7 separate regions of the Mus musculus genome follow, and all the other regions are linked to region 5. Evidence: chromatin contacts called from public HiChIP or PLAC-seq, Micro-C and promoter capture Hi-C data. All regions are on one chromosome and are shown on one strand. Each heading gives the region's core, a stretch centred on a gene start, on an enhancer-like site or on the middle of the called end of the contact. The rest is flanking DNA. Distances are from core to core; before and after follow the strand shown. Region 1 holds the start of Naa16 (N(alpha)-acetyltransferase 16, NatA auxiliary subunit). Region 2 holds the start of Kbtbd7 (kelch repeat and BTB (POZ) domain containing 7). Region 3 overlaps Elf1 (E74-like factor 1). Region 4 holds the start of Rgcc (regulator of cell cycle). Region 5 holds the start of Akap11 (A kinase (PRKA) anchor protein 11). Region 6 holds the start of Kbtbd6 (kelch repeat and BTB (POZ) domain containing 6). Region 7 holds the start of Wbp4 (WW domain binding protein 4).

Region 1 (3,037 bases), core at 260-2,759, 850 kb before region 5:
CAAAACAAAACAAAAGAAGATCAAACCCTCTCAAACATAGGGGACGGAGTGGGGGGCATAGGATGAAGTTCACCTGAAAGCAAACATTGCATCTGTCAATGTGGTGTCTTATGTAGAATTATTACCTATAGTTATCTCTGGCAAGTGATTGACACGGGCAACCCTATCTTGAGTCACCTTCCATGTTAGACAGTGGTGGCGCACGCCTTTGATCCCAGCTTTAGGGAGGCAGAGGTAGGCAGATTTCTGAGTTTGAGGTTAGCCTGGTCTACAGAGTGAGTTCCAGGACAGCGAAGGGTACACAGAGAAACCCTGTCTCTGAAAAACAAAACAAGCAAAAGGGTTCTGGAGAATGAACTTTATAGGATGTGCCATTTCCCGATTCCTGTAGCTTCTTCCGTCCCCTTAAAAAAAAAAAAAAAAAAAAGGCTCTCACTACATAGCCTAGCCTGGCTTTGAACTTGTAATCCTCTTGCCCTTGATTTTCCAGTACTATTACTACAGGCACGTGCAGAAATTAGGATTCAGAATTTATATGTTTATATACATATGTTTACACACACCTTTTAATACTACACCAACATCTGGTATGTGATCCTTCTTGTCACAGATGTCTATCTGTATGTTCTTGCGTGTTGTTAGTATGTTTCATTTTTTTGGAGAAGTCATCCCTGAAACATTCTAGGATTGTATCCTGTTTTTCCCATTATTGGGTAGTCTATGTGGTGAAAGAGGCAGTAGACTCGAGGATCAGTAGATCTGTAAAAATTCTGCAATTATTACTGAAAATGTTGGGTTCCCTCGCGGCTGAGACTTTTTTTTTTTTTTCTCCTTCCTATCCTTTGCCTAAAGGGGCTGTCTCGCCAGTTCCATCATTTCAAGGTCTGATCACTACTTTCATATGCAATGAAAAGATAAGGCTTCTTTTTTTGTTGTTGTTTTTTGTTTTTCGAAACAGGGTTTCTCTGTATAGCCCTGACTGTCCTGGAACTCACTCTGTAGACCAGGCTGGCCTCGAACTCAGAACTAGTGCTGGGATTAAAGGCGATTAAAGGCGTGCGCCACCACCGCCCGGTTTAAGGCTTCTTTTTAAGAGTCCTTTTAAAAACAGCAAGAAAAGGAAGGACAAATGGATTCTAAACCAAGAGTGTTCGTGGTATTAAGCAGGGTTTCCACTGCACAAAAGAATAAAAGTTAACTCGGAAAACAGTTTTACATCATCTAGGACAGAAGCCTAATAACCAGCGTGAGACGAACAGTCCAGAGATTAGGGCGAGTAAATGACTAGGCGCTTAAGACGTGACAGGAGCCACAGCCCTGCACCGACCCGGAGACCTCCCGGGTGAGAAGAGTCTAGTCTTTCTCTTGGCCGCGAGACTGCGCATGCGCACCCCGCGGGGGGGCGGGGCGAGCCCTGGTCGCCATCTTGGCGCGCGCGGGCTTCCCTCCCGGGCCGCCCACTGGAGTGCGCTGTGTTCCGCTTCCCGTGGCATCCCGCCGAGGTAACCCGCGGCCCGGGTCCTGGCTGGTCGCTCGAGCAGGCCTCCCCATCGCCGCCACGATGCCCTGCGTGCAGCTGCCCGCCAAGGAGAGCGCCCTCTTCAAGCGCGTGCTGGTGAGCGGTGGCCCGCCCGACCCCTGCGCGCTTTCTTTCCCACCGAGCCGGGCTCTCCTCCGGCCGCTTCTCCTTCCGTTCCCCCGCGGCGCTCCCTCCCTGACTCTGGAGCTCCCCACTGCGGGAGCTTTCCAGAAAGTTCCCCGGCCGAGTCGCCGGAACCCCGGCGCCGGGCTCAGCGGGTCCCTGCAGTCCTCCCCTCGGAGTAGTCCGAGCTGCTTCGGGTCCAGGCTGGGCCAAGCACCGCTGCTTGCGGGGTACGGGAACATGGAGCCCGCGATCCTCGGGAGCCCATGCCTCTGTGCGGGAGAGTTTGCATGTTTGTGCGGGCCCGGTTTTGGAAGTGATTTGCCAGAAACTTGCTTCTAACTCGTCCTCGTGATGAAAGCTGCGGAGAAGGGCTTTGTGCTTGAGACCCTTTACGTGGCTTTGAAGCCTGAATAAGAATAGTAATAATGATGATTAATAACAAGTTGCCTTGGTCATGTTAGACCCATGCCCAGCTAAACGAGGTTCGGTTTTACGTTTTTAAAGTTTACTTAAGACATGCTCACTCTGTAGCCCTGGCTGGCCTGGATCTCTCTATGCAGACAAAGCTAGCCTAGATTTTAGAGCTGCTTTTTTTTTTTTTGCCTCTCGAGTGCTGGGATTCAAGGCATTTGCCACTGTGCCCAGACAAGAAGTTTTCTCTGGGGAGTGTGCCAGCATATCTGCCACCTTGGCACCTTGACCAGGTTATATCCTTTCAGGGAGGAGAGAGGTGACACGCTTCTTCTCTGTATGTTGCGGGGCTCTTAAAGATTTAGAAAAGAAAATGAGTTAATAGCGGTATGTTCTAAGCTGCCCTTTTAATTTGAGAATGTGCTACTTGCTGGGCAAGCTTTTAGATTTCAGGGTGAATTTGTATTGAGAGCACGTGGCTGAATAGCGTTAGCTGTTGAGTAAGGAAACACTGATCTTAATACTTTGTTGCCATCACCTGACAAAATGTTACACTTAGTACTGGCTCAAGCCAACAGAAGCTTGACATGTAGCATTGAGAATGTTAACAATGATACAAGTGGACTAGGGGACTACTTTTTTTCTTTTTTTTTTTTCTTTTTTTTTCTTTTTCTTTCTTTCTTTTTTTTTTTTTTTTTTTGAGATGGCCATATATTTCAGGTTGGCCAAAAATAACCTTGAACTCATCTGCTTTTGCCTGGAGGGTGATGGGATTACAGTTCTGGATACCACATCTAGCCTTGGGATGATAATGTTTCAAATCTCAGTTTGGTACAGTTAGTAGAGAAGCGTGTGTGGCAAATAAATGTCAGAAGTGTTCACTCCTTTGGTAGCTGACAAAGATCAGGATTAGTTAAAGAACACTTGTACTCTTCCTCAGTAGTTTCTTCTGCTTATAGCCCACTGTCTTTGTTAATTATC
Region 2 (2,954 bases), core at 152-2,651, 890 kb before region 5:
AGATGTAATGGTCTTAGTGTGTGCCAAGCTAGTCAAAGGAGACGGCATTGTGTAAATATCTCCGGAATAAGGGTCGTAACAGAGAAATGGATCTCGGGGGTGCCCAAAAAATATTACCATCTCTTTGGCACACATACCCAACCTTTGGGGTGGATTTTCTGCTACCGATACAACTGAGCTACTGCTGCTGCTGCTATTGCTGCTATTATTGCTATCACTGCTGTGGCTGCTATTTGGCTTGGCAACCACTGACTTGTACAACCTATCACCAAATCGCAGCTGCCGGAGAGCCCCTTCAATAATGTCCAGGCAGTATTTCTTCACAATAGGCTTGCTCAGTAGCCCTCCCAGGTAGTCCTGCTCTTCTGCAGGGAAGTGCGCCCAACGAATACACTTAAAGACTTCCGCAGCACTGGGACCCCGCTCTTTCGGAGCAGCCTCCAGCCACTGCACCGCCACATGACACACAGTCTTCTCACTCTCTACATCCAAGCTGTCCAGACGCAGGACGGCCAGCAGCTGGGCCAGGGTCAGATCTGCCAGCGTCTCCTCCCGAATGGACCCCATCCTGCTGAGCTGCTTGAAGTTGTGAGCTATGAAGGACTGGGCCTGAGATCGCAGCTTGTGGTGGTCAAAGGCATCGGCAAACTTGAGGATGGCAGTGCAATTGGTCAGGTCAAGGCGGCGAGCCAGGAAGGAGGCACAGGCTTCGCGCACGTACTCCAGCTGCAGCATATCCGAGGCCGCGTACAGGCGCTGCACGTTGGCCTCGCTGAGCGACACGCGACCAGTGTAGCAGTAGTCCACCAAGACCTCGAAGGACTCGGCATCCACGTCGTGGATCGTCACGCTGGCCTGCTGGCTCTCGTACATGCCCCCCGTGAACATGCTCTTGAAGTAGGGGCAAGCGGCCGCCAGCACGTTGCGGTTGCACGAGAAGAGGCGCCCCGTGCCCGGCCCGCTGCCAGGCGTCACCACCTCGATGGTCACATCGCACAGCAGCCGCGCGTCGTAGAAAGACTTGAGCTGTGCCAGGAGGGCTGCGGAATGGGCCGCGTCCTTTAATTCCTCCGGGCCCGTGAAAAAGGCCGACACCGAGGGCTTGGAAATCCTCTTGGGCCGCCTCCCGCCGCGGGGGCTGGCGAGGCGGCGAGAGCGCGGGGCGTCTTCCCGGGACTGCATGGTGGAGATGGCGGCGGGGCGCCGAGGGCGAGAACGGCTGCAGACGCCCGGCTCCTCCTCACGCCTCCCTCGCCGACGCCGACTCAGCGGCGTCCCAGAACAAACTCGGCTCGCGGCCGCAATTACTCAGCTGGGCCTTCGGGGCGGAGCCGTCTGCCTTTATCGCGTAGTCCCCGGCTGACTCACTGTTTCCCTTCACGCCCTTTCTCAGCCCTTAGCTCACCCTCACACGACCCTGGGGTCTAGCCGCAGGAGCAGCTTCTGCCGAGCGGGCGAGACGGGTAGATGCCCGGACGAACTACTCTTCCCAGGTTGCCTTTCGCGCGCCTCGATGCATGACGGGATCCTCCGGCTCACGGACTATATGAAGAGGCCGAAGCCGCTTTGCATCTTGGGAATTGTAGTTTACATAACCTCTTTATTTTTTTTTTTCTGTTACTGGGTCCTTCACTGAGGTAGAAAGTGGATAGTATCCGGAATTTGATACTTTAGGTTTCAGTCTTGCATAGTGGCATACATATTTATCCCAGCACCAGGGAGGCTGAGGCAGGGGGATCTCTTGAGTTTGAGAACAACTTGGTCTGCATAGAGAGTTCCAGGACAGCTTGAGCTATGTAGAGAGAACCCATCTCACTAAAATAAAATAAAATATAATGGCTTTCAAGTCCAGAGTAAAAGTATCCACTCTATTATTTGTTTGCATGACTTCCTCCTGAAAACTTTATTGAATTTGAAAACTGAGGATAGCAGTATTTTAGTTTTGTGAAGACTGAATGGTATGTGCAATTTACAGAGTTCTTTTGTTGTGGATAGCCCTGGGGCTAATTATATTTGATGTTAATTCCATTCTCCTGTGAGTGGTTGTGAACAAGGGATGAGTTGGCACCCAGGTGATTTCCTGTAAACCTGATTCCACCTTAATTTGAAAAATAAAGGAGAGCTGATGATTGGGCAGATAAAGGGAAGGTGGAGAGAGAGAAGATGAAGAGTAAAAGGAAGAAGAAGAAAAGTGGAGCAGAAGCACATGGCCTGGAGAAACTGAAAGTTCTAAGGGGTCACATAAGACGTGGAAGACCGTAGTGTAGACATACAGCACGTATTTATATTAGCTGAGCTGTGTTTTCATTGCCAGGGCATATTTGGGTTGGAGTTTTACTGCAACATTCTTTATTTTATTAGAAATATTAAAGTTACAGACTATTTTTAAAATGCAAAATCAAGCATTACTGTTTCTTACTTACTCTTATAGAAACACATCTACTAATTTGAAGCCATGAGCCATTAAAAGACTGTAAATTTCTGCAAATAACTTCTTTTTCACTTGCAGCTTAAATGCACACACACAGAGGTTTTCTTTTTTCTTTACTTTCTTTTGTTGTTGTTGTTGTGAGACAGGGCTTCTCTGTTTAGCTCTGGCTGTCCTGGATCCACCTGCCTCTGCCTACTAAGTGCCAGGATTAAAGGCATTGCTGGGATTAAATAAAGGTGGTGGCACATGCCTTTAACCCCAGCACTGAGGAAGAAGAAGCAGGGAGCATTTGATCGAGACCAGCCTGGTCTACAAGAAGAGCCAGGGCTACACAAAGAGAATCCCTGTCTCAAAACAAACAACCCATGCTCAGAAAAACAAAAAAAAAACCAAATTACGTAGATTCATTAGGAAGTATTGGACGACTAATTTGAGGACCTAAGAACATTTATGGAAGCCATTCAAATGTCTAGACTAGGTATAAACAAAGACGTGGTTTTGTTTCCTCATTGTTACAGTTTTA
Region 3 (3,047 bases), core at 225-2,724, 990 kb before region 5:
CTTTAATCAGCCTGTGGCTTTGATTCCAGAATGGAGCTATCAGAGGTGTGAGTGCACCTATGCTTGCACTTAGTAGCTACAACCTCGGTGAGTATACAAAACTAAAGGCAATTAGGGCACAATCTTTGTCCTTAACTGGCTTGATTCCTAGGAAAGATTGGGAACAGATAACTAAATGTAAATGAATGTATTAAACAAATGCTGAGGGAGGGGGGGTAAATACTTGTGAGATGGAGGAACCCTTACAAGGGGGCAAGTTCATTAGTGATAACTCCCATCTGATCTTGCTAAGTTCTGAGACTGTGAAGGGGAGGGAGACATTCTAGTTAGAAGGAGCAATGCTGACAGTAACATTTAAATCTAAAAATGAGGTGGGACAACCTAGTAGAAAACAAGCTTTTCCAACGGGGAAATGAAATTGTCTCACCTCCTCAGCTGTCTTCAGCACTTGTGTGAGTTTGGACAGATTTCCCACATATAAGACACAATAGAAGCCAAGAAAACGTTAAAGGGCATACAGAAAAAAATCCAGCTGTCTACCCTCCATAGTAAGACCACAAAAACACATTTGGTTTTTTGTTTGTTTGTTTGTTTTTTACATTTCCCTCCATTATTTGAAATTAAATATACTTGATAAGGCCAGCTAGAGTAGTGCATACCTTTATTCTACAGAAGCAGGTGGACTTCCATGAGTTTGAAGCCAGCTTGGTCTATATAGTAGAGACACTATCTCAAAGTTAACATTAAATAAATAAGTGGACTCAGCAAGCCTGTTGATGGCTCTGTAGAACAGCGGTTGCAGCTCGGTGGTAACGAGCATGCCCCATTATGTGCACGCTCTGGGGTTAGTTCCCAGTTCTAAAAATAAAACGCATGACTCCTAAGTAATACCACCAAGACTGACTTCTGGCCTATATGTACATACATCTCACACGCCTGTGCACACATATGAACGTGTGTGCATGCATGCACAAAGTGCACAGTCCCTCAGGAATGACACCTCTGGCTCCTAAGAAGTGCCACCCAAGGTTGACCCCTGGCCTTCATACGCGAGCACACACACACACACACACACACACACTCACACTCACACTCACACTAAGGTATACTTGAGTATAGTTTGGTACAGGCCTATAACCCCAGCGTTTAGGAGGCTAAGTCAAGAAGATCATGAGTGTAATGCCAGCCTAAGTGCATATGGAGCCTTTCAAAAAACAAAACAAAATCACAAAAGGAAAAACCTCTTAAATGTGTAAAACTTGTATTTTCATATAAGTCCTATATCTAATGTCAAAGTGTTGCCAGATATCCACGCAATCTGTGTAACCCACCAAGAAGCCTACCATACATACCCCTAAAATCAACAAGTACGAAGTTTAATGAAACAACCTTTATGCTTAACTGGGCTCCCTGATGGGAAATTAAAGCAGCAACCGTACATCTGTGTCTCTGTTCCTCTCTTCGTGGTTTAACTGACAGGAAGCAGAGAGCAAGATAGAGCATACAAATGTCAACTATTTCCTGCCTTCTCTGCTGCATCTTACTTATAAATAGTTCAATTGCCTGTGTGCAAACACAATGAAGTATGATATCAGAAACATAAAAATGAAGAAAGACAATGAAAGTATTCTGGTGTTGAGAGCTAAGAGACAAAAGAACAATGTTCATGTCCTTTGAAGGACTCCTAGGAATGAATACCAAAGATCTGATAAAATGCTGTGGCCAGCCTTGTTGGCATAGGCCTGTGACCCGGCTACTCCAGAGCCCGGAGGAGGAAGATGGCTACACAGGCAAGGAAACCCAAGCAACTTAGTAAGAGCCCTGCTCCAAAGTTAAAAACTACAAAACATACTAGAGCCATTGCTAGAGCATGCAAAAGGCCCTGGGCCTAAGAGGTAGGAAAATAAAAACAAAAACAAAAACAACCACGCCCACATAACTGAATGAAACAGCAGAACATGTCCCCAAACCGTAAAGTCTGTCCTAGGAGTCTGGCAATTTGAAGAGTAACATTTGCTAGCCACCCTAACTAAACATTTCAAAACAAGGGAGGCAGAGGCGGCTGGATCTCTCTGAACTTGAGGCCAGCTGATCTACATAAAGCACTCTAGGCCAGCCAGGGCTGTATAATAGTAGGCATCTGTCTTTAAATAGACAAACAAAAAAACCCAGAAACCATGTAGCTGAGCAAGCAGCTGAGCATATCAGAGAGGTAGCATGGCTACCCCAAATGACTCAATAACACCCAACTGATTAATTTGCCACTTTGATCTTTGGGGGTTGGTTGGTTGTTCTGTGATAGTTCTCACACAACCCAAATTGTTCTCCACCTCTCTATGTAACAGAAAGATGACCTTGAACTTCTGATCCTCTAGTCTCCATCTCCAAACATAATGCCTACCATACAGGCACTCTATCAACTAAGCTAAGCTTAGAGTGTTGGGTTTTTATTTAATACAGCCTTTTGTCAGTCTCAGATTACTTGTGCCCCAAAACCCCAACAAACTACCCCCACTTTCTCATATGTCCAAAACTTGGTTCCTGTAATATATATCTACCATAAATAGGTGCTCAACTGATCATGCCTGTCAAACTAATAATCTTTATGAATGATAACTCACCACATGGTTAGGCAAAGTACAGCTATCTTCTCTATTAATATTGGGCAATTCTTACCTAGCTATAAATATAATCTACATCAACTATAATTTTATCAGGCTTCAGCATTCTATATTAATGTCCAAAACAACATTGTTCATATCACATAAGCCCATTGTGAGAATCCTGTGGCTTTTTTTTTCCTAAACAGAATTTAACATGTCCTTACTATTTATTTAGGTTTAAGTAAGGTTCTATGTTTCTAAAGTATAAAACCTTATATGATGGCTTGAATATACAGTTCTATTTTGCCTAATATTTCAAAGGAAAGGCTATAGCTCATTCTTTTTCAAAGACTATTAATATTCTAATTAATATTTCCAATTTAAACCTGGAATATTGGGCTGTAGGTATAGTTTAGTAGTACACCATTTACTTAGCCTATGTAA
Region 4 (2,903 bases), core at 160-2,659, 760 kb before region 5:
TGATCACTTGAAAGTGTCTAGTATAGCTAAGGAAGTGTCTGGTGTAGTTAAGAAAGTGTCTGGTGTCTGGACTGAAAACTTTCACTTTATTCAATTTTGATTGTTTTACATTTATTTATTTATTTTCTTTTGCAGGTCTGAGGATGAGCCTTCAGACTCAGGGCTCACCCATGCTAGGCAAGCACTTTATTGCTAAATCATATTCCCAGGCCCCAGCTAGCCCCTTACTTTACATTAATTTAGTGGTGTGTGTGTGTGTGTGTGTGTGTGTGTGTGTGTGTGTGTGTATGTGTGTGTGTGGTGTGTGTGTGGTATGTGTGTGTGTAGCATGTGCATATATGCACACAAGGCGTATGTTGTGCCGGACAAGATCAGAGGTCAACCGCAAATGTGATCGATTCCCTGGGCACTGCCCACCTCCATTTTTAAGATACAGCTTTTCATTGACTTGGAGTTCTCACTTTGGGATTGGCTGGGGAGTCCCAGGGATTTGCCAGCCTTTGCCTCTCAGGGCTGGGATTATAAGTGGTGTCCATCTAGTTTGGATTTTTTAATGTGGATTTTGGGGCTTGAACTTGGATCTTCATGCGTGCACAGTAAACTCTTTACAGACAGGATTGTACTATGTAGGGTTTTTTTTCTTTTCTTTTCATGCAGTAGTCCTCAAATCTCCACTCTCTTGCCTAGACCCCCTTCTACCATCCTCCTTAGGGCTGGGACTATAGGCGCAGGCCACCAGCAGGCCTCTTATTTTACGTTTAATAACTACCTGGGGCAAAGGGCTGTTGGTCACCTGAGGCAGGAATTCTACTGGGCTGTGCTAAGGATGGACGCTCAATCATACGGACCCTATACCAGAATGCATCTGTCCATGTGGTACTCTGCGCTCAAAGATCATCTCAATTGAAGACTGCATTCACCTCAACCCACTGCCCTCAGCTGTCCACTCTGTCCACGCACAACCTTATAAATTCCTTGAGAAAAGTCAGATGGAGGACTGGTTCTTTGCAGAGGCTACTGAGGCCCTTGGCTCCTTTATTTTTGCAGCAAACAAGGAGGCTTTCTGCATGTGCAGTTCCATTTCATAGATGAGGCTCAAGGAGGCTCAGCCAGAAGGCGGGAAACAGGGTAAACTCTTGGAGAACTCTGATGCCCGCAAAGACACTTCCTTGGGTCGGGTTGTCAGGGTGGTAGAGAAAGCGGCGGGTAAATATTTGGGGCGGTATCCTGGACTCCGGCGACACCCGTCACTGCGGTTCTTCAGAGGCCAGCGCGTGGCTAGGGCGGTGCCGGGAGTAGGGGGTGGAGGGACAGGGGCGTCCCCTAGGTCGTCTGGGACTTACTCAGCAGCCCCGCCCCGCCCCGCCCCTGCCGGTGGCTATAAGACGGAGTAGCCGGCGGGTGGCGCGGCTCAGGCGAGTAGCTAGCGCTCAGGCTCGGCAAGGAGCAAGGCAGAGGCACCGGAGCAGACTGCAGTGCAGGCGGCAGCCACCAGGGCCAACACCTCGCAGCATCTCTGCTACGCGTGTCACTGAGCAACTTCTCCATGAAGCCGCCCTCAGCGCAGAGCAGTCCCGCGGCGGTCGCGGCCGCAGGTGAGTGCCTATTTGGAGGTGTCTTCTCCACCTCTGCGCCCCGGGATCGAAGCCAGGGACTGCGTCCACGCTAAGCTACACTCTCAGCTCCGGGGCCCCTGAGAGCTGGAGCCTGCAAGTAGGGGCGAGAGAACAGAGGTCGCTAAGGTCTTCTTCCACTGCCCACCCTTCTGTCCTCCATCACCCTGGCATCCCGTCTCCGGATCGCTCGTCCGATGCAGGTTTAGTTTGGTTTTCCACGCGGGACAAGGAACCGGAGTCTGACACGTAACGGGTGCCTGCTGACTCAGACTTCCCGCCGCCACGCGCTCCAGGGAGCGAGCGTGGGCAACAGTAGGAAAGCGCGTGGGGTGGGCTAGGTGACTTCCAGACTTTCAGCTCAACCCACGGAGGCTTCTTCTCCTCCGTGTCTGGTGACAGGCGCTTTAGAGGGTGGTTGGGAGGTTACGGAGTAACTGACTGCGTGGCTGTCACTGGCAAAGGCAGAGTGGAGTTCTAGGGAACGCTGGCCGCCCCTCCAGATGCCCTCTGTGCCCTCCCTCCCCTAGCCCCGGCCATGGACTCCGCGGCCGCTGCAGACCTGACCGACGTGCTGTGCGAGTTCGACGCGGTGCTGGCCGACTTCGCGTCGCCCTTCCACGAGCGCCACTTCCACTATGAGGAGCACCTAGAGCGCATGAAGCGGCGCAGCAGCGCCAGCGTCAGCGACAGCAGCGGCTTCAGCGACTCGGAGAGTAAGTGAAGCCCTGTTGAAGTCAGTAATCCTCAGACTCAGGCTTCCTAAAGCTCTAGATTCACCTGGGTTATCTTTAAACTGAGGCACGACATCTGGGGAAAGTCAGACCCGGGGATCTGCACGGCTCTGAGATGCCTGAAGAGTTGACTTTCTGAGTCGTTAGCCCAGATGTGCGGGGGTCATTAAGGCGTTCTTGGGGAGAGAGGTACGAGGGTGGGTGGGTGGCTCTTAAAGAGCTGTGGGTCTACCTGTCACGGCAGGTGTGTACCATGAGGCCTGAGGGTTTGTGCAGTCAGCCAGAACTCCTGGGAGTCCAGCCAGGCCTTCCAACCTTTTCCCGCCTTTCTACCCACTCTTCGCTCTTCATTTTTTTTTTTTTATTTTATTTTATTTTGAGACTCTCCCAAGGTGATCTATGTAGCTGCGGGTGACCTCGAACCTCTCTGATCCTCTTTCCTCGGGCTTCAGGGTGCTGGGGTGACAGTGCAATGCCACCACATTTAGGCACATCAGTTTATAGGCAATGCTGGGGGTCAGACCTAGGGCTTCTTGCACGCTAGGCAAACACTAGA
Region 5 (3,224 bases), core at 422-2,921:
TGTGCTTGTTACTAGTTAGTTAGTGGAGTGTTTACATCCTCATTTCTTTTGTTTTTAATTAAACTCTTTTCTTTTCTTTTTCAGCCTCCAACCCCTCTTTTCTAATCTTACTCCAATAAATATCTACAAAGAACACCATTTTATGTTTGTTTAGAGTTAACTTAGAGATGCGGCTACCTGTGTAGTGAAAATGGAGGACAGAAAGCCAAAGGCAAGAGGCCTCTCAGGCCATTCGCTTCTCAAGTAGTTTAAAACAACAAAATGATAAAAAAAAAAAAAAATCTACATATTTTAAATACAAGTCAGCAGCCAGCGCTTAGGGCTCTGACTTAACACATTTTGGAGACTGTCAAGGTCATTGGAAATTGGTTCTCACAGGATTGTCTTTTACCTGGACGAGTTCCTTGTTGTTTCAGCTTCCGTAAAATTCACTCTCTACAGGGAAGAGCTTACTAGTTTTTTGTTTTTTTTTTTAAACTAATTGTTATTGTTCCCCCCTTTAAGAGGTCAAAGCTTTTCATTGTAGACTAAACTCCCAGTTCTTTTCTTGGTTGATGAAGCAGTAAGGGATCTAGCCTCTATTATCATCCCAAGTTTATTTCTTGTTATTCAAATGTGCTAGATTAGATCCGGATTTGGGGCTTGTGAATTATTCTACTTTCTGCTAGCGATGTAGGGCTGCTATCCAAATCACTGCCTGAATCTTTCCTCCCACAAGGGCACCACCCCCAAGCAGTGGCCCAATTGTAACCACCACCATCAGATGATGATAATCTGCGAGTTAACACCTACAGATATCCACCCCCTCCCCCAACCCGGCCCCAGCTCTCAACAACCTAATCTATTTGTCTTCATAGTGTTCAATAGACAACCTGGAATTATGCCTAAAACGTGTAAGGAAAGCAGCCAAAAGCTGTTGAAGAGAACGAAGATATGACTGTACTCTTTCTTGTCTCTCTCCCCTAAAGAGGATAAAACAAATAAGGAGCATCTACTTCAAAATGTCCTTCTCATCTCTCGGCCAGTTTGAGGACCGTATGTCCTTGAGGAGACCATGCAACATGACTGCACCGATTCCTCTGATTTAAACAGGAATCACACAGCTTGTCACCCAAGGCTAGGCTTCTTGGTGGTCAAAGCCTTATTTTCCAATTTCAATGGCCCGTGGGGTTGGGAAGTGCACTGCCCTTTAGACTGACTCCAGAGGTTCCGATTGGGCCCAAGGCTTCCTCAGTGGTTTCCCCTGATGATGTTGGGAACCGGGCAGACCCATTCTGAAGGATGGGCTGTGTCTGGACCCCTGATGTCGTGGGCTGCCACTGGCTGTGGGAAACCAGCCCCAGGAAGGTCTAAGGGTGGCGGATGGGATGCCAGCATCCTGGGCTCGGGCGCTTGCCAGAGGAAAGGGTTAAGCCGTTCCCAAGGCAACGCACCAGGAAGCGCGCAAGACGTCAGCCGAGAGTTCGTAGGTCAGCTCGAGGTTTAAAGCTCCCACGGGCCGAGGGCCGCCTGGCCAATGGAGAGGGCGCCTCCGCGTCACGTGACGGGCGACCCGCAGCTTTGCCCTCCAGAGCACGTGGGAAGATATTTTCCCCCCACCCCTTGTTCCTTTTGCGCGGGCTCGGCCACGGGGTCGTTCTCGCGAGAGGTGCGACGGCTCTCGCGAGAGTGAGTGGGCGGCGTGGGGAGGCGGCGGCGGTGGCGTCGCGGGCTGGGGCGGGCGAGGGGGAGCGCCGCTGCGCTGCGGCTCGCGCCACCGGGCGTTGCGGGCCGTGACGGGAGGCTGACATGCCCGGGAGCTGAGAGGCTGTGCCGCCTGGTGAGCGGGGCAGGGAACCGGGAGCCAGAGGGCCGGGTCCAGACTGCGGCCGGGCGCCGTGGCCTCGCTGCGTGGGGCGCGGGCGGGAGGACGGTGCACTTTGTCCTCCGCAGCAGCATCCTTCCCTGTCAGCGTCCGAACCCAGGTCCCCGGCGCTGCCCTAACCCCAGATGCCGCTGTTTGCATCGCTGTCACGTCGCCTCCAGGCTGGCCAAGCATCCGAATTGCGCTATCAAATAGAAAATGGGCTGGCCAGACCACAGTGACAGTACAGTCTAAACCCCTGGTATAGCTTGGTGACAGTCCTTTAGCTCTGCCTACGGTCTTTAAAAAGAAAAGAAAAGAAAAAAAAACCCTATTAGTTGGAGGTGGCTTAGCTTTAGGCATTAAGGCATTTTGCGGTGAGCAATACTGCTGAGACACATCGCTAATGGCCTTGGCGCATACTGGAGTTAATATTCGCAGTTCTTTTATAGCCTTGTGATTATCCATTTGCTTCTAAATCGCTTGTTTTCCTTTGCATCTTTCTCACCTTGTTAGCAGTGTTATTTATATTGGTACTCAATTTTGTTATGTATGAAAATATATAAAATAAGGGCATCAGGAAAGATGGAGTATTTATTCATGCAAAGGTGATTTTGTTTTAATGTCTTTGTGTTTGCTTGGTGTGTGTGTGTGTATGTGTTGGTGTGTGTGCTGGTAAAAGGCAGCCTAGTATGATTGATGTCATTTTCAATAGTCCCACCTAATCTTTCAAACTATAGAAGCATTTTTTTCAAGGAATAACCTGGTTATTCATACTTGATTGTGTTTTCCAGGCAGGATTGTGAATCATAGGTTGGCAGTAAATTAAGCAATTAGTTGTGTAGTTAGTAACTGACTTATGAGGGATGAAGGGATATGAGGGAATTGGGGAAGACGTGGGTTTATAAGCTGAGCTGTGGCTAATGTAGATAGCTACAGAACTGCTCAACTGATCTGCCTGGAAAGGAATTGGCAGTATATACTCTGTGCCCAGTGATGTTTCTCAGTTGTTGAAGATTCTGAAGTTGGAGGCCCAGAACTGTAGTGAGAGATTTGCTAGCCTTCTCAAGCCTCTGAATTCCAGGGCTTCGTCAGGGAAACAGAAGAAAATCCTTTGGGAGAAAGGATGGTACATTTTATTTTAATTCCAAAGACTTAGTGTCTGGGAAAGGAACTCAGCCAATTCCGATCATAATGCAGCAGGTTGTGTAAAGGGAAATTTCCAGCTATAAATAGGGGAATTCTAGTCACACAGGGAGATATGAAAAACTTAGGTGAGTGGGCAAAGGAGTTAGCAAAAGTTCCCTTCCACTCATCTTTGTTGCTAGTCTTTCTAAGTTGTGGCAAGGGTTTCAGACTTTTAGAGCAATGGTTGCTTTGT
Region 6 (3,140 bases), core at 401-2,900, 910 kb before region 5:
GTAATTGAGCCACTAATGGCCTCCTGTTCTTCTGGACACTGTAGCGTCCCACATCTGTTAATTCAGCTCCAGTAACAGGGTCTCGTCCACCCAAAATGTAAATGTAACCATTCAGATATGTCATATCCATACCCTCCGGACACAGCAAGTGGTCAGTCAGTTGATACAAATTATTTTGGGCTGGCTTATATACCCATACACCTCTCCTGGACTGAACAGTGGGACAGATGTCATGGTCTGGAGAAATATAGACAGCTAAGGTGGTGAGAGTTCTAGTGTGTGCAAGGCAAGTCACAGGCAAGGACACTTTGTAAATTTCCTCAGAGTATGGGTCAAAGCAGAAAAAGTGATGTTTGGGGTGTCCACAGAAAACCATCATTCTCTTCACACACATCCCTAACCTATGGGGTGGATTTTCTTCTGCTGGGACAACAGTGTTGCTGGTGTCATTATTATTACTATTGCTATTGTTGCTGTTGCTTGGAATCTGTGCCAAAGCCTTAGGCAGACCATCATCAAAACGAAACTGCCGGAGAGCCCCTTCAATAATGTCCAGGCAGTATTTCTTCACAATAGGCTTGCTCAGTAGCTCCTCTAGGTAGTCCTGCTCTTCTGCAGGGAAGTGCGCCCAACGAATACACTTAAAGACTTCCCCAGCACTGGGACCCCGCTCTTTGGGAGCAGCCTCCAGCCACTGCACCGCCACATGACACACAGTCTTCTCACTCTCTACATCCAAGCTGTCCAGACGCAGGACGGCCAGCAGCTGGGCCAGGGTCAGATCTGCCAGCGTCTCCTCCCGAATGGACCCCATCCTGCTGAGCTGCTTGAAGTTGTGAGCTATGAAGGACTGGGCCTGAGATCGCAGCTTGTGGTGGTCAAAGGCATCGGCAAACTTGAGGATGGCAGTGCAATTGGTCAGGTCAAGGCGGCGAGCCAGAAAGGAGGCACAGGCTTCGCGCACGTACTCCAGCTGCAGCATATCCGAGGCCGCGTACAGGCGCTGCACGTTGGCCTCGCTGAGCGACACGCGACCAGTGTAGCAGTAGTCCACCAAGACCTCGAAGGACTCGGCATCCACGTCGTGGATCGTCACGCTGGCCTGCTGGCTCTCGTACATGCCCCCCGTGAACATGCTCTTGAAGTAGGGGCAAGCGGCCGCCAGCACGTTGCGGTTGCACGAGAAGAGGCGCCCCGTGCCCGGCCCGCTGCCAGGCGTCACCACCTCGATGGTCACATCGCACAGCAGCCGCGCGTCGTAGAAAGACTTGAGCTGTGCCAGGAGGGCTGCGGAATGGGCCGCGTCCTTTAATTCCTCCGGGCCCGTGAAAAAGGCCGACACCGAGGGCTTGGAAATCCTCTTGGGCCGCCTCCCGCCGCGGGGGCTGGCGAGGCGGCGAGAGCGCGGGGCGTCTTCCCGGGACTGCATGGTGGAGATGGCGGCGGGGCGCCGAGGGCGAGAACGGCTGCAGACGCCTGGCTCCTCCTCACGCCTCCCTCGCCAACACAGGGGCGGCACAGCGGCGACCCAGAACAGACTCCGCTCGCGGCCGCAATTACTCAGTTGGGCCTTCGGGGCGGAGCCGCCTCCCTTTATCGCGTAGCCGACGGCCAGCATCTTCACACCAGCGCGGACGACACCGCAAAAGCGCAAGGAGTAAGCCAGCAGGGTACGTTACAAACTGCTTTTCCCGCCTCCAGGCATGATGGGAGTTTTCAGGTTCTAGGGCGGAAACTGAAAGACTGCAGCTGCTTTGCATTTTGGGAGTTGTAGTTCATCCAAAGTCGCGAGCCTTTTTGGTTTTTCATTGTTTTCAGGATCTACTAGAAACCGCCGGTTCTCTTGGGATTTATTGTCGGGTTTAGAATTTATGGTTTGAAATCCTCTTTAATCCTTCTGTTCTAATGTGTTTGTTTTTTCTCTTGTAAAACATCAATAGTAGTATTTGAGAATATTGATGATTAAAAGAGCTGCATTGCTTTGGAAACATTTCATAGTTTTGTTTTACAAAAACAATAATTAGACGTGCAATTCCTGGAATATAAAAAGCTAGAGAGTTTTAGGGTTTTCTTTTTTTCCAGTATTTTATTGAAAATGAAGAAACATTGATTTAATATGAGTCTACAGAAAAACATCTTAAAGTTTCTTCAGAGATGTTTCTCGTTTGGTTGGTTCATTTGAAAAGATTTTATTTTTAGCACAGTTTTAGGCTCGTAGGAAAATTGAACAGGAAGTGCAGGAAAGTCCCAGCATCCATGTCTCACAGTTTCACCTATTAATACCCCTCTTAATGCCCTGCGTTACTGTGAGATTTGTTACAAATGATAAATGATTACTGGTGCATTAATATTAATAATGTTTATAGAGGAGTTTACTCTTTGTGTTGAAAAAAATCTGCAGGTTTTAAGCACCTGAAGCTCCCAAAAGTTGTCCTCTGACCCCCACACATGAGCTAGGTGCCTGCACAGAAAACTACGTATTTTTAAAAATAGAAACTGCCAAACCAAAAGGGAATTCTATAGACTCCAGCATTTTTGTTTTCCTACAGACTCACAATTTCAATTTTGTCATGCTTCAACTTTTGTTAATGGCCCTTGCATGCAAGCTCAGTTCCCAGAAGTACCTTGCATTAGAAAACAGCCTACAGTCTAGCTATACTGAAAGTTCCAAGACAGCCTAAGCTACAAAGAAAGACCTTTAACTCTAGTGTTGTATTTGAGACAGAGTCTTACTCTGTATCACAGGCTGGCTGTGAAATTGTGCAATCTTCCTGCTTAAACCTCTAAGGATAACCTGATGACATTGTCGGCATCAAATAGTTTGTTACCTTCACTGCTATTTGATAAAAGACAAACTGCCGTGAGCCATCAAAAAGAGGCTAACGCTAGCAGAGGACTTTCTTGGAGGTGGCCCACCTTTTTGTATGACCTAGGATGGGTGAGCTTTGAGAGGCAAGGTTCCAAGTGGCTTTGTCTCAGGATTGCTTCTTGCAGCTGATATTCCTTGCCTGCCACTCTTATAGAGACTAGGGATTCCTGGGCATTAGTCCAGCCTATTGAGCAAATAAATGCCCTGCAGATCAACATAAAGGTAAACTTTCATTAATTAATACTGTTTATATGAATTAATGATTTTATAG
Region 7 (2,987 bases), core at 139-2,638, 940 kb before region 5:
TATTTGTGCCCAAAGGCCCAACAGACTAAACATTACAGCTGCCCCAATTTTCTAATTTCAACTTGCATTTATGATAACGCTTTTGTTTCGTGTACGGCGCTCAGGCTGCTGACACAGCTGGGCCGCTTCTTTGTAATAAACACAGGGCTTCTATATTTAAAAGTACAGTGCAACTTTGTTGTAACATCCCCTCCCCAGTCTCCGGGCTAATTTTCTGTCTTCCAAGCTCCACCTCCATCCCATGATTTTTTTTTTTTTTTAAATCAGTGACGCTCCAAACAGCCTCCGGGAAAGCCGGCTCTGTTCTTTCAAGACATCTCATCCCAGTGGTATTTTTCTTCTCCGCAGTTTGCCGTGTGTTTGAAGAGGAAAGGGGAGTTAGAAGGAAAATAAGAGACATTCTGCAAAAGCCTTGAGGCGAGGGTTGCTGGGGGGGGGGGGGAGCGGTGGACCGGGCTCGGGTGCACGCGGCGGGGGTCCTAGAGCCCAGCCGGCGACAAGGGATCGGCGGGGGTCTGGCGATAGGGAGCAGCGGGGTGGTCTCCAGCCGCTGTTGACAGTAACTGGAGCGCAGCGGGCACGCCCCGGCCCGCCGAGTAGGAAGGGGGCGGCGGAGCAGGGTGTGGGCCGAGGGGGCACCCGGGCGGGGGGAGATAAGGCGAGGCCCAAGTTAATCATCACCTCCCGAGCGCCTGGAAAAGTACGGGCTGAGGGCGGGGTACAGCCGCGGGGAAAGCGAAACTCCTCTCGCAGCGGGCCCGAGAGCGGCCGCCGCGCTCCTCCGGCCTCCGAGAGCCAAGCTCCCATCCACGGGAGCAACTACACTGCCTGCTCCCAAACTCACCCCGAACACGGCTGCAGAAGTCAGCCAGAGCCACTAAGCAAGTAAACTCAACTAGAGCAAAAAGTGACACTGTTCCCATACCGGGAGTCGAACCCGGGCCGCCTGGGTGAAAACCAGGAATCCTAACCGCTAGACCATATGGGAAGTGCTGCTACAAGCACTGCTGTGACCCACCTGACTAGCGTCAGCGCCGCTACCACTCAGCCACTCTGCTGCAACTCGCGCCGCCGAAGCCGCCCCCGCGGCCGCTGCCCCACGCGCGGGCACGAGCCCGGCGGAGCGCGCGGGCGTGGCGGGGGGGAGGAGCGGGGCCGGTGCGCGCCCCTGGAAAGTTCTGAGCCGAAGCCGGGCGCCCCGTGCGCTCCCGGAACGGGCGGCTGCGCCTTTCTTTCTCAGCCGTCAGGTCCCGGGCTGCTCCCCGGTCACAGAGCGGGCGGGCAAGCCGGCAAAGCCGAGGGCGGCGCCGGCTGTGGGAACGGCGGCGTGCGGCCGGGGCTGGGGGGAGGCGATCGAGCCTCTCGGCTGCGAGCCAGCTCGGGAGTGGAGGTTCTGGATCCCGGGAGGCGTGAGGACCGCGGGATGGAGCCTGGGTCGGACGCTCGGGGCCCGCGGCTCCGGTCCCGTCGCGCTTTCGTCCCTTCTGGGTGACCTCAACCCCTTTATACCGACCCCACCTCTCAGGCGCCGCGAGTACCGCCCCGTGGGGGAGGGGAAGAGGCGGTGACAACCGCGCGCGCGGGTTGGGCCGTCGCGGCCGCCGTAGTCCACCCGTGGAAACGCCGTACCCGGGGGGGACGCCGAGACCGAGAGGTCCTGGCTTGAGCCACCGGCGGACATCAGTGAGCGGGATCGCGGGCTGCCCGCGGAGCTGCCGCCGTCATGTGAGTCGGGTCGGGTCGGGTCGGGCTTGCGCCGCCAGGCGCCCGCGAGTGGCCTCCTCCCGCCCCTCCGCTCGCCCGGGGCCGCCCGACCTGCGGGGCCGGTTCTCTCGGAGACGCGGCCGCCCTCTAGGCAGGAGCCGGGGACTCGGGTGCCGCCCCCGCCCGCCCGCCGGGGCCCGGGCCCGGGGCCGGGGTGGCGCTGCGGCCTCAGACGTCCAGGGGCTTTTCCCAGCCTCGCGTCCCCAGAACGAATGAATTAGCTAGAAGGGCACGGGAAAGAGAAATACTTTGAGACTTCTTCATCTCGGTGCAGTGTGATTTACCTTCACCGGAGAGCAGTTTTCCACGGACTTTAGCTTTACATAAATAATACAACTGCTTTGCTAAGACAGAAGTCCGAAAACAGCCTTATATCCCATTTTTTAACAACTGTAAAAATTCCTTTCAATTTTTGGATAAGCTTAGAGTTGTTTTTATCTTTTCAGGGCCGACTACTGGAAGTCACAACCAAAGAAATTCTGTGATTACTGCAAGTGCTGGATAGCAGACAATAGGCCTGTATGAAATTTTTATTAAAATATTCACGTGATGTGTTGTTTTTTTGACTTTAGTGTGTATAAGCCACTTTCGTGTATAGTGCTCTTTATTCTTCAAAACCTAAAAAGGTTTCTTTTGTTTGATTCCTCTTATGAAAGCTATAGCCTTCTCCTTTTCATCAATCTGACTTTGATTTTAAGGCCAAATTATTTCTGGGGACTTTGAGGAAATGGACAGTGAGTGGGATAATCTTGTTTATGGAATACCTGCCCCTTAAAAAGGAATATTGTAGTTTTTCCTGTTCTCCACAGGAAGGAGAACAGCATTATTCCCTGGTGAGATACAAAGGGAGCAGCTGTAATATACCTTATGCTGAAAGCCTTGAGCCCACTATTTTTGCAAGGGGGTTGGGGGCGGTGATTTTTCAAGACAGGGTTTCCAGACAGCAACTCACTCTGTAGACCAGGCTAGCCCGCAGCCCACAGAGATCTACTTGGCTTTGCTTCCCAAGTGCTGGCAAAAAAGGTGTGTACCATGGCTAGACTCCTAGATCCAACTTTTTGTTTGTTTGTTTGTTTTTTTGTTTTTCAAGACAGGGTTTCTCTGTATAGCCCTGGCTGTCCTGAAACTCAGGCTATTGTAGACCAGGCTGACCTCGCGGAGTGCTGGGATTAAAGGTGTGCACCACCACTTAGATCCAACTTTTAAAGCATAAAGTAAGACGT

What was found. Promoter capture Hi-C pulls out the DNA fragments that hold promoters and counts their contacts. Hi-C and Micro-C count contacts between places; a contact is called where the count stands out from the background. HiChIP or PLAC-seq counts read pairs in DNA pulled down with a chosen protein or histone mark.
Region 1: a promoter capture Hi-C map of embryonic stem cells shows a contact between it and region 5, with 3 times the contacts expected there. The contact joins the promoter of Naa16 here to the promoter of Akap11 in region 5. A contact is called at or near these places in 10 of 39 promoter capture datasets (the 3T3-L1 cell line, 3T3-L1-derived adipocytes, the C10 cell line and 7 more), 3 of 484 Hi-C or Micro-C datasets (CD4 T cells, brain and embryonic stem cells), 9 of 115 datasets of contacts at active chromatin or transcription factors (the 230-238 cell line, acute myeloid leukemia, astrocytes and 5 more) and 3 of 9 other capture datasets (adipose tissue, embryonic stem cells and liver).
Region 2: a promoter capture Hi-C map of pre-B cells shows a contact between it and region 5, with 6 times the contacts expected there. The contact joins the promoter of Kbtbd7 here to the promoter of Akap11 in region 5. A contact is called at or near these places in 5 of 39 promoter capture datasets (the C10 cell line, cranial neural crest, liver and 2 more), 2 of 115 datasets of contacts at active chromatin or transcription factors (astrocytes and memory CD8 T cells) and 2 of 9 other capture datasets (embryonic stem cells and liver).
Region 3: a contact with region 5 is called in an H3K4me3 HiChIP or PLAC-seq map of pro-B cells, with 4 times the contacts expected there. The contact joins the enhancer-like site here to the promoter of Akap11 in region 5. A contact is called at or near these places in 1 of 39 promoter capture datasets (liver), 2 of 484 Hi-C or Micro-C datasets (B cells and embryonic stem cells) and 2 of 115 datasets of contacts at active chromatin or transcription factors (astrocytes and pro-B cells).
Region 4: a Micro-C map of embryonic stem cells shows a contact between it and region 5, with 4 times the contacts expected there. The contact joins the promoter of Rgcc here to the promoter of Akap11 in region 5. A contact is called at or near these places in 7 of 39 promoter capture datasets (the 3T3-L1 cell line, the C10 cell line, hippocampal neurons and 4 more), 4 of 484 Hi-C or Micro-C datasets (bone marrow-derived macrophages and embryonic stem cells), 10 of 115 datasets of contacts at active chromatin or transcription factors (the 230-238 cell line, T-cell acute lymphoblastic leukemia, acute myeloid leukemia and 5 more) and 2 of 9 other capture datasets (adipose tissue and liver).
Region 6: a promoter capture Hi-C map of pre-B cells shows a contact between it and region 5, with 6 times the contacts expected there. The contact joins the promoter of Kbtbd6 here to the promoter of Akap11 in region 5. A contact is called at or near these places in 2 of 39 promoter capture datasets (embryonic stem cells and pre-B cells), 1 of 15 datasets of contacts at CTCF or cohesin (large pre-B cells) and 2 of 115 datasets of contacts at active chromatin or transcription factors (astrocytes and large pre-B cells).
Region 7: a promoter capture Hi-C map of pre-B cells shows a contact between it and region 5. The contact joins the promoter of Wbp4 here to the promoter of Akap11 in region 5. A contact is called at or near these places in 8 of 39 promoter capture datasets (the C10 cell line, cranial neural crest, hippocampal neurons and 4 more), 3 of 484 Hi-C or Micro-C datasets (embryonic stem cells and muscle stem cells), 3 of 115 datasets of contacts at active chromatin or transcription factors (astrocytes, large pre-B cells and pro-B cells) and 3 of 9 other capture datasets (adipose tissue, embryonic stem cells and liver).

What each region holds. Positions count from the first base shown.
Region 1 is chr14:79,389,140-79,392,176 of GRCm38.p6, reverse strand. It overlaps Naa16 (N(alpha)-acetyltransferase 16, NatA auxiliary subunit), which reads left to right and starts at 1,509. Exons shown (of 20, transcript NM_025832.2): 1 at 1,509-1,615. The coding sequence starts at 1,562.
Region 2 is chr14:79,424,958-79,427,911 of GRCm38.p6, reverse strand. It overlaps Kbtbd7 (kelch repeat and BTB (POZ) domain containing 7), which reads right to left and starts at 1,401. Exons shown (of 1, transcript NM_001024135.2): 1 at 1-1,401. The coding sequence starts at 1,182.
Region 3 is chr14:79,520,393-79,523,439 of GRCm38.p6, reverse strand. All of the region lies in intron 1 of Elf1 (E74-like factor 1), which reads right to left. It also overlaps the pseudogene Gm9243. Among named protein-coding and RNA genes, the nearest start is that of n-TEttc4, 40 kb to the right of the region's middle. Within about 2 kb of position 1,474, at least 131 of the 459 cell types and tissues checked have an H3K27ac peak or open chromatin away from gene starts, as enhancers often do. A contact at or near this core is called in B cells, liver and pro-B cells, where this site is marked.
Region 4 is chr14:79,300,141-79,303,043 of GRCm38.p6, reverse strand. Rgcc (regulator of cell cycle) reads left to right here and starts at 1,409. Exons shown (of 5, transcript NM_025427.2): 1 at 1,409-1,595; 2 at 2,144-2,329. The coding sequence starts at 1,547.
Region 5 is chr14:78,535,307-78,538,530 of GRCm38.p6, reverse strand. It overlaps Akap11 (A kinase (PRKA) anchor protein 11), which reads left to right and starts at 1,671. Exons shown (of 12, transcript NM_001164503.1): 1 at 1,671-1,819.
Region 6 is chr14:79,450,345-79,453,484 of GRCm38.p6, reverse strand. Kbtbd6 (kelch repeat and BTB (POZ) domain containing 6) reads right to left here and starts at 1,650. Exons shown (of 1, transcript NM_001034882.3): 1 at 1-1,650. The coding sequence starts at 1,429.
Region 7 is chr14:79,479,669-79,482,655 of GRCm38.p6, reverse strand. It overlaps Wbp4 (WW domain binding protein 4), which reads left to right and starts at 1,388. Exons shown (of 10, transcript NM_018765.3): 1 at 1,388-1,725; 2 at 2,211-2,283. The coding sequence starts at 1,724. It overlaps Elf1 (E74-like factor 1), which reads right to left and starts at 1,462. Exons shown (of 9, transcript NM_007920.4): 1 at 1,019-1,462. n-TEttc4 (a tRNA gene) reads right to left here and starts at 988; the gene lies at 917-988.